Linked DNA regions of Mus musculus: region 2 is linked to region 1. A link is a contact called in public HiChIP or PLAC-seq data. All regions are on one chromosome and are shown on one strand. Each heading gives the region's core, a stretch centred on a gene start, on an enhancer-like site or on the middle of the called end of the contact. The rest is flanking DNA. Distances are from core to core; before and after follow the strand shown. Region 1 overlaps Gm33728 (a long non-coding RNA gene). Region 2 overlaps Hbs1l (Hbs1-like (S. cerevisiae)).

The links. HiChIP or PLAC-seq counts read pairs in DNA pulled down with a chosen protein or histone mark.
Region 2: a contact with region 1 is called in a BATF HiChIP or PLAC-seq map of CD8 T cells, with 13 read pairs. The contact joins two enhancer-like sites. A contact is called at or near these places in 1 of 15 datasets of contacts at CTCF or cohesin (large pre-B cells), 4 of 484 Hi-C or Micro-C datasets (the G1E-ER4 cell line, the HL-1 cell line and liver) and 4 of 115 datasets of contacts at active chromatin or transcription factors (the 230-238 cell line, CD8 T cells, double positive thymocytes and 1 more).

Annotation. Positions count from the first base shown.
Region 1 is chr10:21,243,148-21,248,189 of GRCm38.p6, reverse strand. It overlaps Gm33728 (a long non-coding RNA gene), which reads left to right. Exons shown (of 4, transcript XR_380155.3): 2 at 2,115-2,240. Among named protein-coding and RNA genes, the nearest start is that of Gm33728, 6.6 kb to the left of the region's middle. Within about 2 kb of position 2,974, at least 21 of the 459 cell types and tissues checked have an H3K27ac peak or open chromatin away from gene starts, as enhancers often do. A contact at or near this core is called in CD8 T cells and double positive thymocytes, where this site is marked.
Region 2 is chr10:21,316,242-21,321,490 of GRCm38.p6, reverse strand. All of the region lies in intron 4 of Hbs1l (Hbs1-like (S. cerevisiae)), which reads right to left. 4930455C13Rik (RIKEN cDNA 4930455C13 gene) reads left to right here. Exons shown (of 4, transcript NR_045352.1): 4 at 2,217-2,403. Among named protein-coding and RNA genes, the nearest start is that of Hbs1l, 23 kb to the right of the region's middle. Within about 2 kb of position 2,565, at least 16 of the 459 cell types and tissues checked have an H3K27ac peak or open chromatin away from gene starts, as enhancers often do. A contact at or near this core is called in CD8 T cells and double positive thymocytes, where this site is marked.

The DNA of each region.
Region 1 (5,042 bases), core at 1,725-4,224:
CATTAGGAGAAAGAACTTTGAGACGTTGTTCTGTTTTGGTTTTTGGGTTTGTTTGTTGGTTGGTTGGTTGGTTGACTGTTGCTTGTTTAGTTGATTGGTTATTGGTTGTTGTTTGGTTGTTGCTAGTTTGGTTGGCTGGCTATTGGTTATTGGTTGGTTGGTTGGTTGGTTGTTCATTGTTTAGTTGATTGGTTGTTGGTTGGTTGGTTACTTGTTTGGGTAGTTGTTTGGTTGTTGTTTTGCTGTTTGTTAATTGGTTCATTGTTGTTTGGTTGGTTAGTTGGTTTGGTTGCTTATAGGTTGGTTGGTTGGTTGTTGGTTGTTTGGTTGGTCGGCTGGTTACTATTTAGTTTTGGCTTTGTTATGTTTTTTGTTTTTTGTTAGGTGATTTTAATCTAATCACATGAGTTCTTAAAAGCAGAGAACCTTCCCAGGCCAATGTCAAAATCAGAGGAAGATGTTTGAACCAGCAGGGAGCAGGATTATAAAGATGTGACTTACACAGTCAGTCTACCACTGTGGGGATTAAAGGGGGAGGAAGAGCCTGCGACCTAAGGAGTATGTACAGACCCTAGAAGCTGCAGATGTCAAAGAAACAGATTCTACCTCAGGGCTTTGGGAAATTGTATGCAGCCATACCAACATCCTAAGTTTTAGCCTGGTGAAGCCTCTCAGATTTCTGATTTATAAAAATACATTGTAATAAGCATGCGCTGTCTTAAACCACCAAGTTTGTATAAATCTTTTACACAAGCCGTAGAAAAGAAATATAATCAATATTGGATGTTTTTTATTCTGCTATTGTTTATATTATTTTTCTTTATACACACTCTCATTTATTTTTAATGCTAAATAATAGCATACATTTTAAAATGTCGTTTTATATTTCACACATTACCATCAAAACTTCATGTAATTTTTTTGACTAAGCTGCAATATACACAGCTGCCCCCAGTTAATGTTTGTGCTAGCAGTGACAAGAGCAGCGTGATTGCTACGTCGCTGCCAATGGCTTGAGGGCTATAAACTGCACCCCAGTTTTAGAAATCTTAAGATGTAAGCAAACACAATCTATGAGAAATGGAAGGTGGCATTAGGCAGGACAGTTCCTTTCCCTGTGCTCAGTGACCTTATGTTAGGGCCCCTGACTAAACCTGTGGACTTCTTTTGTAGACAAGGAAACAATATCTCCCCATAGCTTCATCATTAAGGTCTTGCCACCTCCTTTGTCTTTGTCCTCTCCTCCTTTATCTATGTCCAGTAGGTTAGGACTCTCCCCCGACCCGTTTTGTTTCCTGTATTTTTAAACCTATATTTTTAAAGCTCTGTTACTTTAACAACCTCTGTATTCCAGCCCTAGCTGTCGCTTCTCTTCTTCCCTTGGCCTTGTCAATGGCATGTGGTTGACTTTATAGAGTCTTATTTGCATCATTATTACTGAACCACTACTTCCTGAGCATTCACAGAAATCTCTCCTTCCACTCTGTGGGTCCCAGGGATTGAATCCCCAGTGTGAATCCCCAGTGTTAAGGCTGGATGGCGGATGCCTTTACCACTGAGCCATCTCACTGACCCATTTCCCCCAACGTTTAATTGCTAGCAGCTTTTCTTAAAATACTAAAAACATTTTTGTCTGGTCTGTAAAGATCACATTGATGCTGTTGACTGCTAAACCACGCCATCAATTCACAGTGGGTTACTTGGTTGATCGTTCTTCCTCTATGCATACCTGTGTTCTAATATTCCATTAGAAGTGAGTGTAAGATTTGGTGTCTCCATGAGACCTTTATCAGCCAGTCCAGTTCTCGGTGGGTACCTCTAACCCTCATGTTAAAGTCTCTCCAAGTTTTCTGACGTAGGTAGCTTCATGCCCTAAGCTACAGCAGACAGTTAATCTTAGTGGCTGTGAGACTCTTCCATGGCCTATATAATGCTACGATGACATCATGTTCACCCTTGTGCTACTTTCCTCTGAAAGGTCAGCTCGGCCTTTCCACTTCCAGAAGAACTCCACCAGACTGCACATATTGTTCAAATGTCTGGATGACTGCATTAGCTCTGAGCCTTACCTCGTTCCAAGCTCTTTGATGAGATGAGATTTTTTTTCATCCTAGGTTCTGAGTTCTCTGTTGCTGTGGGACCCGAAAAAAAGCCAGCCAGTAACTATGAGCTTCTATTTCCTCACTTAAAAACCATAGAAAACCATCCGAGAAGAGGACGAGTGAAGTGCCTGGCAAGAGGTCAGTCCTCATTAAGTGTTTATTATTTACACACTGTTCATTTATGAGCTTTGATCCCATCCAGTCCCCGCCATTCTGTCCACAAGGACATAAAGGCTGCTTGTTACATTAATTATTCCGACCATAGACTGGTGTAAGTCTAATCTTTGGACTGGTTTGTTGCTCACCACAAGGACCACAGCTAATGATATGCTATCCAGTTGACAGACACTCCCACAGGCTGCTGCTTTGTTCCTGAGATATTGAAGGAAAACAGCATCATCTCTTCACTCTGCCCTTTCTTTGCCACCCAATCACACCTGCCTCCTTAACAAAGGACTCTGCGAGGTGCGAATGAGAGAAACCGTGAATACACCTTATGTGCACTGCCAAGTATTTCAGCCTATGTTCTGACTACTCAAAAGTTCCTACTCACAATGCTACTTTAACTCATTGCTTTCTCAAATGCAATGAACAAGAGTCTTCAGACCATCCTCAAAGGGCAATCGTTTACTGTCTTTGTGAGCAAACTGGTATTGGCTTTTTTCTATAGTCAAAGGGAGCATGCTCAGATACAAGTAGCCTTCCCTCGCAGAAGTAGTCTGCCTTCTCTTCTCACTTTTCACACTAGGCCATCCTGTTTATGAACTGAATATCTTATGTGTCTGCACACGAGACAGAGTGGAGTGGGAAAGGTGCTGAGGAGGTCACATGACAAGGGATTCACATACATACATATGATCAACCCTGTGAAACATGGAGACCACAGGGTTATATCTCTAGTGTACTGAATCTTCTAGAGATGAAAGCCCCAGCCCCAGAAAGTCATGACAATTTGCGAAAAATCTGGAGGCAGAAGAAAACCACCAAAGGATATTCTTTTGTAAAAAGTATATCTCTGACCACATAGCACTGTGACTCATAGTAAAATGGCCCTTGGTGATTCTCACTGCCACTTATTCTTCTTTAAGCGTGATAATTATCTTTACTGCTTAAATTAAGCTTTTCTTATTTCCAAAAACAATCTTTTAAAATGCTTGAGGCTTTGTTGGATTTTTTTTTATTCCATTGTTTAATGTAAATAAGATTAAATATCCTGAGCCTTTCAAGTCTAACATGAGACCGGGTTACGCTTTTGTAATGTGGGATGTCTTCTTAAGTTTCCATTCTAGGTCAATTTTGGAAGAACAAAAACTTTTTTTTAAAAAAAGTTCATATTAGCTATAAGGCACACAATTTCAAGATGTAGTGTAGCAACGCGATTTCAAAGCACCTCAGAGAGCGAACACTTAGAGGAAAGCGCGGGGGGGGGGGGGGGATGGGGGGGGGGCGTCATGCATCTTGGAGAGATTTTCAATGCCTTTTCTTAAACAAGTACTAACCAATTTCAAAACCACTATCAATTTCATACTAAATGAGTTTTGACATGTGTGTGATTATGGTTGTATTTTCAGGGAAAATGGCCTGGCCTGGGGCAGCCAACCTCCTGAAACACTAACCACTTCAGCTCTTCTCACTCTATTAGATCTTTAATGAGTTAATTCATTGGCTGTGTGGTTGCCGATGCACCTGAACTCTTGACTAAATAATTGGCTCTACATTTTAAAATCTAAAAAGTCTCTCATTAGGGGAAGACGCTCACACAGTCTAAGAGTAGCAAAAGCTACCTTCCGTATCCCGCAGCCCCAGAGTATGGCCCTTAATGTCTTTGTAAGTCCACCCAGCAGCATACCTGGCAGGGAGCTCAGTATCCTTTCTGAATTACAATGAAGAAATATAATAATCAACCAAACTGGGGGAAACATGTGCCCATGCATATTCACCTTAAAACTCCCATCCGACTTAGCAGACAGAAATCCTTATTTTGCCAAGAACTTCATTATTTAATTAGTCAGCATTTCGCAACCTAGCAGCAGATATTTCATTATTTAATTAATTAGCATGTGCTTACTCATTCGAGTTGCATGTTAGTGCACGTACTTAGTGTTTCCTCCTAAAACAGGACTGTGTTTTCTGACTTTATAAACCCCTAATGTACATTTTATACCTGATAACCTAGGCAGCTCTCTCTCTCTCTCTCTCTCTCTCTCTCTCTCTCTCTCTCTCTCTCTCTCTCTCTGTGTGTGTGTGTGTGTGTGTGTGTGTGTGTGTGTGTGTGTGAAAGACAGAGACAGACACAAAGAGAGAGACACACAGAGAGAGAAGAGACATGGACGATTACAAAGAGTTTAAAGTGTTAATAGAGAGTATTAATGTTAGAGGACTTGAAAGTGACAAGATAACAATTCCAGAAAACATCTATTATTGTCTTGTATGACAGCATTTTGTTTTGTTTTGTTTTGTTTTGTTTTGCACTAATGTGCAAACTCAGGACCTTGTACATGCTAGTCTAAGGCTCTGTATTTGCTCTGCAAATAATGTACTTGAAACAAAGGGTTAAGACACTTAGACAATCATTATATTTTGAGAGTCATTTTTAGATTTGACCCTAATTATTTGACCCTTATTCTTTAATCTCTATTACAAAACACTTAGTGAGACAACAAGAGGTGGAATAATAAAAAATAGCATTTCTAGATGGAATGCTTTCAACTCCCCCCCGCAACCCCATCCCCATCATGAACTCAGCTGTGAGTCCTGAACAAGGTGATATCACTGATCCGTTTTCAGGCGAATGTAGATTCAACAGAACACCAGGTGATAGAAAGTCCTAATATTTTAATATGTACACAGGACCACTTCTTAGAGGTGTAGGCTGCAAGGAACCACATGTGAACGGAACGTGCAGAAACAGAGCGGTAGCTCTGTCCGTTTCCACTTACC
Region 2 (5,249 bases), core at 1,316-3,815, 74 kb before region 1:
AGTTCTCATAAACCTTGATACAAAGTAAAAGTTGTAGCCATCAGAGCAGTAACAACTTTTCTTGGTCACTTGGGAAAGAGCTGATACAGTGCTTGAGAAATTATTCCTTACATCACTGTATTTGGGCTTGGGGAGACAGAAGCTGGTACCGTGTTTACTGTAAGGCAGGGCGACCGACCTGGTTTTAATCCTCAGGATCCACATAAGAAGCCAAGCCAGGGAGGGGGAAGGCAGACCCTAGCTCAGCGGTCAGGCAGCCCCTGCATCTGAGTGAGACCATGTTCCAAAACACAAGGTGGGCGAGTAACTCCTGAGATGACACCAAAGACTGACCTTTGGCCTCCATATGTGCATATGCACAGAAAAAAAAAAAAAAAACCAAACTCACATATCTGAACAAAACCACATTTTATTTATTAATACTATTATTGATCTGACCAAAAAGTTTGCTTGTTAGGCCAAAATTATAATAGCCTGAAAACTAAAGCCTTTCCTACATTACAGGAAGAAGTTTAAATCCTCACCCACATCCACCCAGGAAAGCCATCTATACAAGTACACTGCTGCTCTTCAGCACTCTATCGTGGGCGTTTATCTCATTTTCACTCCAGATTTCTCTAAGATCCCCATGAATTTCCTACTTTGAGTACCTAACACTTGACACTCATCTAACATCACGACTACTCTAAGAATTGTGTGTGAGCAGACTGCTTTCAAAACTAAAGCGAGCTTGGGGCTGACAGCACGGAGCTGCAGGATCTGAGGTCTCTGCCAAGCACCTACCACCCACCCGGTAGCTCACAACCATTTCCCTGAGGGGGTAAAAAAAAAATCTCTGTATATGTTTTGAGTATATTAAAGAACATACTTTAGAGTGCTAAAAAATGGGCAAGTAGTGGAAAGTTAGCAGATAATTCATCTAAACTACAAATCTCTGAGTTAGTCAGTTGGGCAAAGCGAGTGCCTCAGTTCACTAAAGGGGATTCTGAGAACCAAGAGCGGTTGCCTCAGCTTGGGCATTTTCCACCTGTGAGATGCTGTGCTCGCAAGATCACAGGGGAGCTTGCTTCTCCCAGAAGCCTGTGAGGCAGATTCCGACCTCTCCAGTAAATGGTACAGAAGCAATGCTAACGCACAGCAAACCGCTCCAGGTACCACCGTTTTCAGGCACTCTGACAGCTGGTGTCATGACTGCCCAAGAAGTGCCACATATCTGTCCCCGCACCTGGCAGCTCACTCACAGGTACAACTTCCATACAAATTAACACTCATCAGTGTGAAATGAAACCCTTTACTAAAGAGCCTCAGCAATGCTATTAGGACTCAAAATTCTATGTAAAATCAGTTTAATAAACATCTTACAACAGCCACCCCTTTCATCTCTCAGCGTCACAACAGAATCATACCTGTCACGAAATAACTGAGACTGCACAACAAACAACTTAAATTCAGGTGTATTTGGTTAAATAAAATCACCAGACACCGCCTCAGTGGGCTACTACAAAGCTCTTCAAGGGGGCTAGAGACATGGGCTCAGGGGTAAAGCACACATACAGCCCTCTCAGGTCTGAGTTCAGGTCCCGGCAGCCTCTTCAGGAAGGTAGCTCACACCTGCCTATAACTCCAATCAGAGGATATGATGTTCTTTCTGGCCTCTATAAGTTGCATTCACACATGTGTGTGCATGCAAGCACACATACATAATTAAAAATACAATCTTAGAAATAAGGTTTTAAGGAAGCTAGCTAGAGTGGCACATGGCTGCAACTGCAGCATTTGTGAGGCAGACGCAGGAGGAGTGAGCAAACATCCCAGGCTTCCCACCCTTTGGGTTTTGAGAGCCCGAGCTCTGACTTTCTCTGTAACCCTGACGCTGGCATACTTCTCTCTGAAGTCTTTCTAGAAAGGAATAGAAGTAGTGAAACCTGGTTTCACTGAATTGATCTCTCCTCTCCCTCCACTGTGTTCCTCACTAAAATATTCAGTAGTAAGTAGCATGTATTCAAAGACTGAAAGACTTATCATTGCCATAGAATGAAATAATTGTATGTAAATATATCTAATTTTAATCCTGATAATTTTAAAAACAAAGTTACTAGGATTAAAAGGAAGTTCTATGTAATATTCAAGTAACTTATATGCTTTAAATAAAAAAGCTTTAAGAATCTAAAGTAAATTATTTTTAAATTAAGCAATTCATGCTTCAATTTTTCCAGTGTAGGTGTATATATGAAGAGACTCTGAGAACATTACGGAGTACTTAAGCTTCTTCACTGAATTCAACCACTTCCTCTGAAAAAACTCCCACATAACAGTAAGCACAAAGCCAATTCATTCTCAGTTATCTTTACAAGATGTATACATTCTTCTTATTGTTTGAATAAAAATACTCAGTAAAGGATCAATTAGTGAAAACTTTCCAAGAAAATACATTTATAATGGAAAATTAGAGAAGTTACTTACTTATGCCTATTTTAACAGCCTAGAAAACCAGAACTGACTGCAGTAAAATGAAATCTATTTTAGTGCATTACTACTGCAAGGTCACATAAACTGAGTAGCAGTCAGACTCTCATCTTAACCCTTCATTGTAAAGTCTTCAGACCAATCACAGGACACTTCCAGGATGCCATGAGAGAGGAGAGAGGCTGCAGCTCCTACCAGCAGCCCATCCCCACCACTCCCTCGCTTCCACTCTGAAGCCTGAGGGATCGAAGCACAAGGAGGAGCAAGGGATCTTAGACAGGAGCTTGGCACTCGTAGGAAATAACTCAGCCATGGTCTAAGGATACTTTTAAACAACACCATCTCCGCAGTCACACCTGGTACAGATACACAACACGGGGTCTGCATGATAAAGCCACTATTGAGACATGATTTTTTGGGGGGAGGGAGGGGGGGACGAGGTCCCTCTCTGTATAGTCCTGGCTTGTCCTGGATGGAACTCACTATAGACCAGGCTAGCTTAGAATTCAGAGATGAGCCTGCCTCTGCTCTCCAGAGTGCTGTGATTAAAGGTGTGAGCCACCCCAGAGGTGACAAGGTGAGCACATCAGAGAACTGACGGGTTGTGCTGACTTAAATCTTCTCTCATACACTCATTTAACAACTCACTCATACGAACTGTATGGGTGACCCATTCTTAGGCTATGTGCATTTTCTACCAGCATGTTTTAACATATATGTTAACAGAGTTATCAAAATTAAGAAAGATAACATTTAATACACTATTTTAGAAATAACACGAATTACTATTAAAGGTAAGAGGTTTAAGCTATGTCTCAAAGAAAGAAAATGAAGTATTTATAAAACTGTGCTGAGCCTGAATCCAGAGTAGAATATAGCAAGGTCAAGAATACAAGACGGCCTGAGTTTGGCCTTGCACACTCCCCGTTACTCTTCAGTGATGCTGTAGAGTATGAACTTCCAGCAGCTGGACGGATGGTTCAGCAGTTAAGTGTGTCTCCTGCTCCTGCATGGACGTGAGTTCTGTTCTGAGGACACACACTGGATAAACCACCTGTAACTTCAGCTCCAGGGGATTTTGATGCCATCTGCTGGCTCCCGTGGAAGCTGTGTTCATGTGTACATACAACCCCACACACATACAGAATTTTTTTTTTTTTTTTTTTTTTTGTTTTTTTTTTTTGGTTTTTTTGAGATAGGGTTTCTCTGTGTAGCCCTGGCTGTCCTGGAACTCACTCTGTAGACCAGGCTGGCCTCGAACTCAGAAATCCGCCTGCCTCTGCCTCCCGAGTGTTGGTATTAAAGGCGTCCACCACCACGCCCGGCTTCAGAATTTAAAATATGAACTAAATATATTTTTTTAAACTAAATGATTTCCCTCTTCCTCAAATAAAAAATATTCAAACGGGGCTGAGACATGGAGATACTCTAAGAAAAATAAAGAAAACTTAACAGCAGACAAAGAATGCAGAATATGAATGAGAAAATACTTTTTGATCTAATTTATTTTCACTTTATGTACATTGGTGATCTGACTGCATGTATTTCTGTGCAAGGGTGTCACATCCCCTGGAACAGGAGTTACAGACAGTTGTGAGCTGACATGTGGGTGCTGGGAATTGAGCCCAAGTCCTCTGGAAGAGCAGCCAGTGCTCTTAATCGCTGAGCTCTCTCTCCAACCACCAGAAAATAATTTTATATTTTAGCATGAACAATAGTAAAGATACTATAGCTAAGAAGAACTTAAAGGATAAAAGATTTTTAGAACTAGAGTAAGGGGGCTGGAGAAATGTCTCAGCAGCTAAAGAACACTTTTTGTTCCTCTAGAGGACCTAGATCTGGTTCCCAGCATCCACATGGTGGCTTGTTCGAGATCTGATGGTTCCCCGACCTCAGCAAGGAACCAGGCACCCCACACATATACAGCCAACGTATTCAAGCATGCAGAAGAAGACAAAATCAACAAGATGGAGAAGGAGGATCAGGAAGAAAGCTCCTGCACAGAGAGGAAGGGTAGAAATAAAATGAAAGTTACAAGAGATACGAATCAGACTGGCTAGCTGTGTTAACTTGAGATACTCCCAGACTCCTCTATTTAACAGACAGGGGGAAAAAAAAAGCCCAGCTAGTGACAGGGCTTTGGAAGGATTTGAAACTTTCACAAGGTACAGCCTCAGTGAAGAAATGCGTCACAGGCTTTTAGAACCTGACCCTTATGCTTTTGGCCTCGTGGATTTTACCCCCACACCATAAGCCCAAATATTCCCCAAGTTGCTTGGAAGGCTCATCACAGCAACAAAGACAGTAACCAATATACTAGTCACACAAGAACAGAAAATAAGAAAGGTACTACAGCAAACAAGGGACTCAATCTGCTATTTGTCATGAAAATATAAAGCACAAAATCATAATCATGTCCTAATAACTCAAAAACTATTTTGTGATATTCTGAGAGGAGAAGAAGATAAAGGACTCATTAAAAAAACAACGATGGGTATGGTGGTACAGACCTGTAAACTCAGCACTGAGAGGGCTCAGGCAGGAGGACCCTGAGTTTGAACCAGTCTTGGATACACAGCAAGCTCTAAACCAACAATATAAACTAATTTTATGTGTGTATGTCATAAAATGATGGCCAACAGAATCTAGCATGGTGGAGAGGATTCAAGGGGCTGTACATCACAGTAGACTGATACTGACACCCAAGAGAACACTAATACTTAGCAACACTAGCAAAGCCTCTGTATCCATGGAAACAGTGTTGCCTTGACTCGGAGATGCTT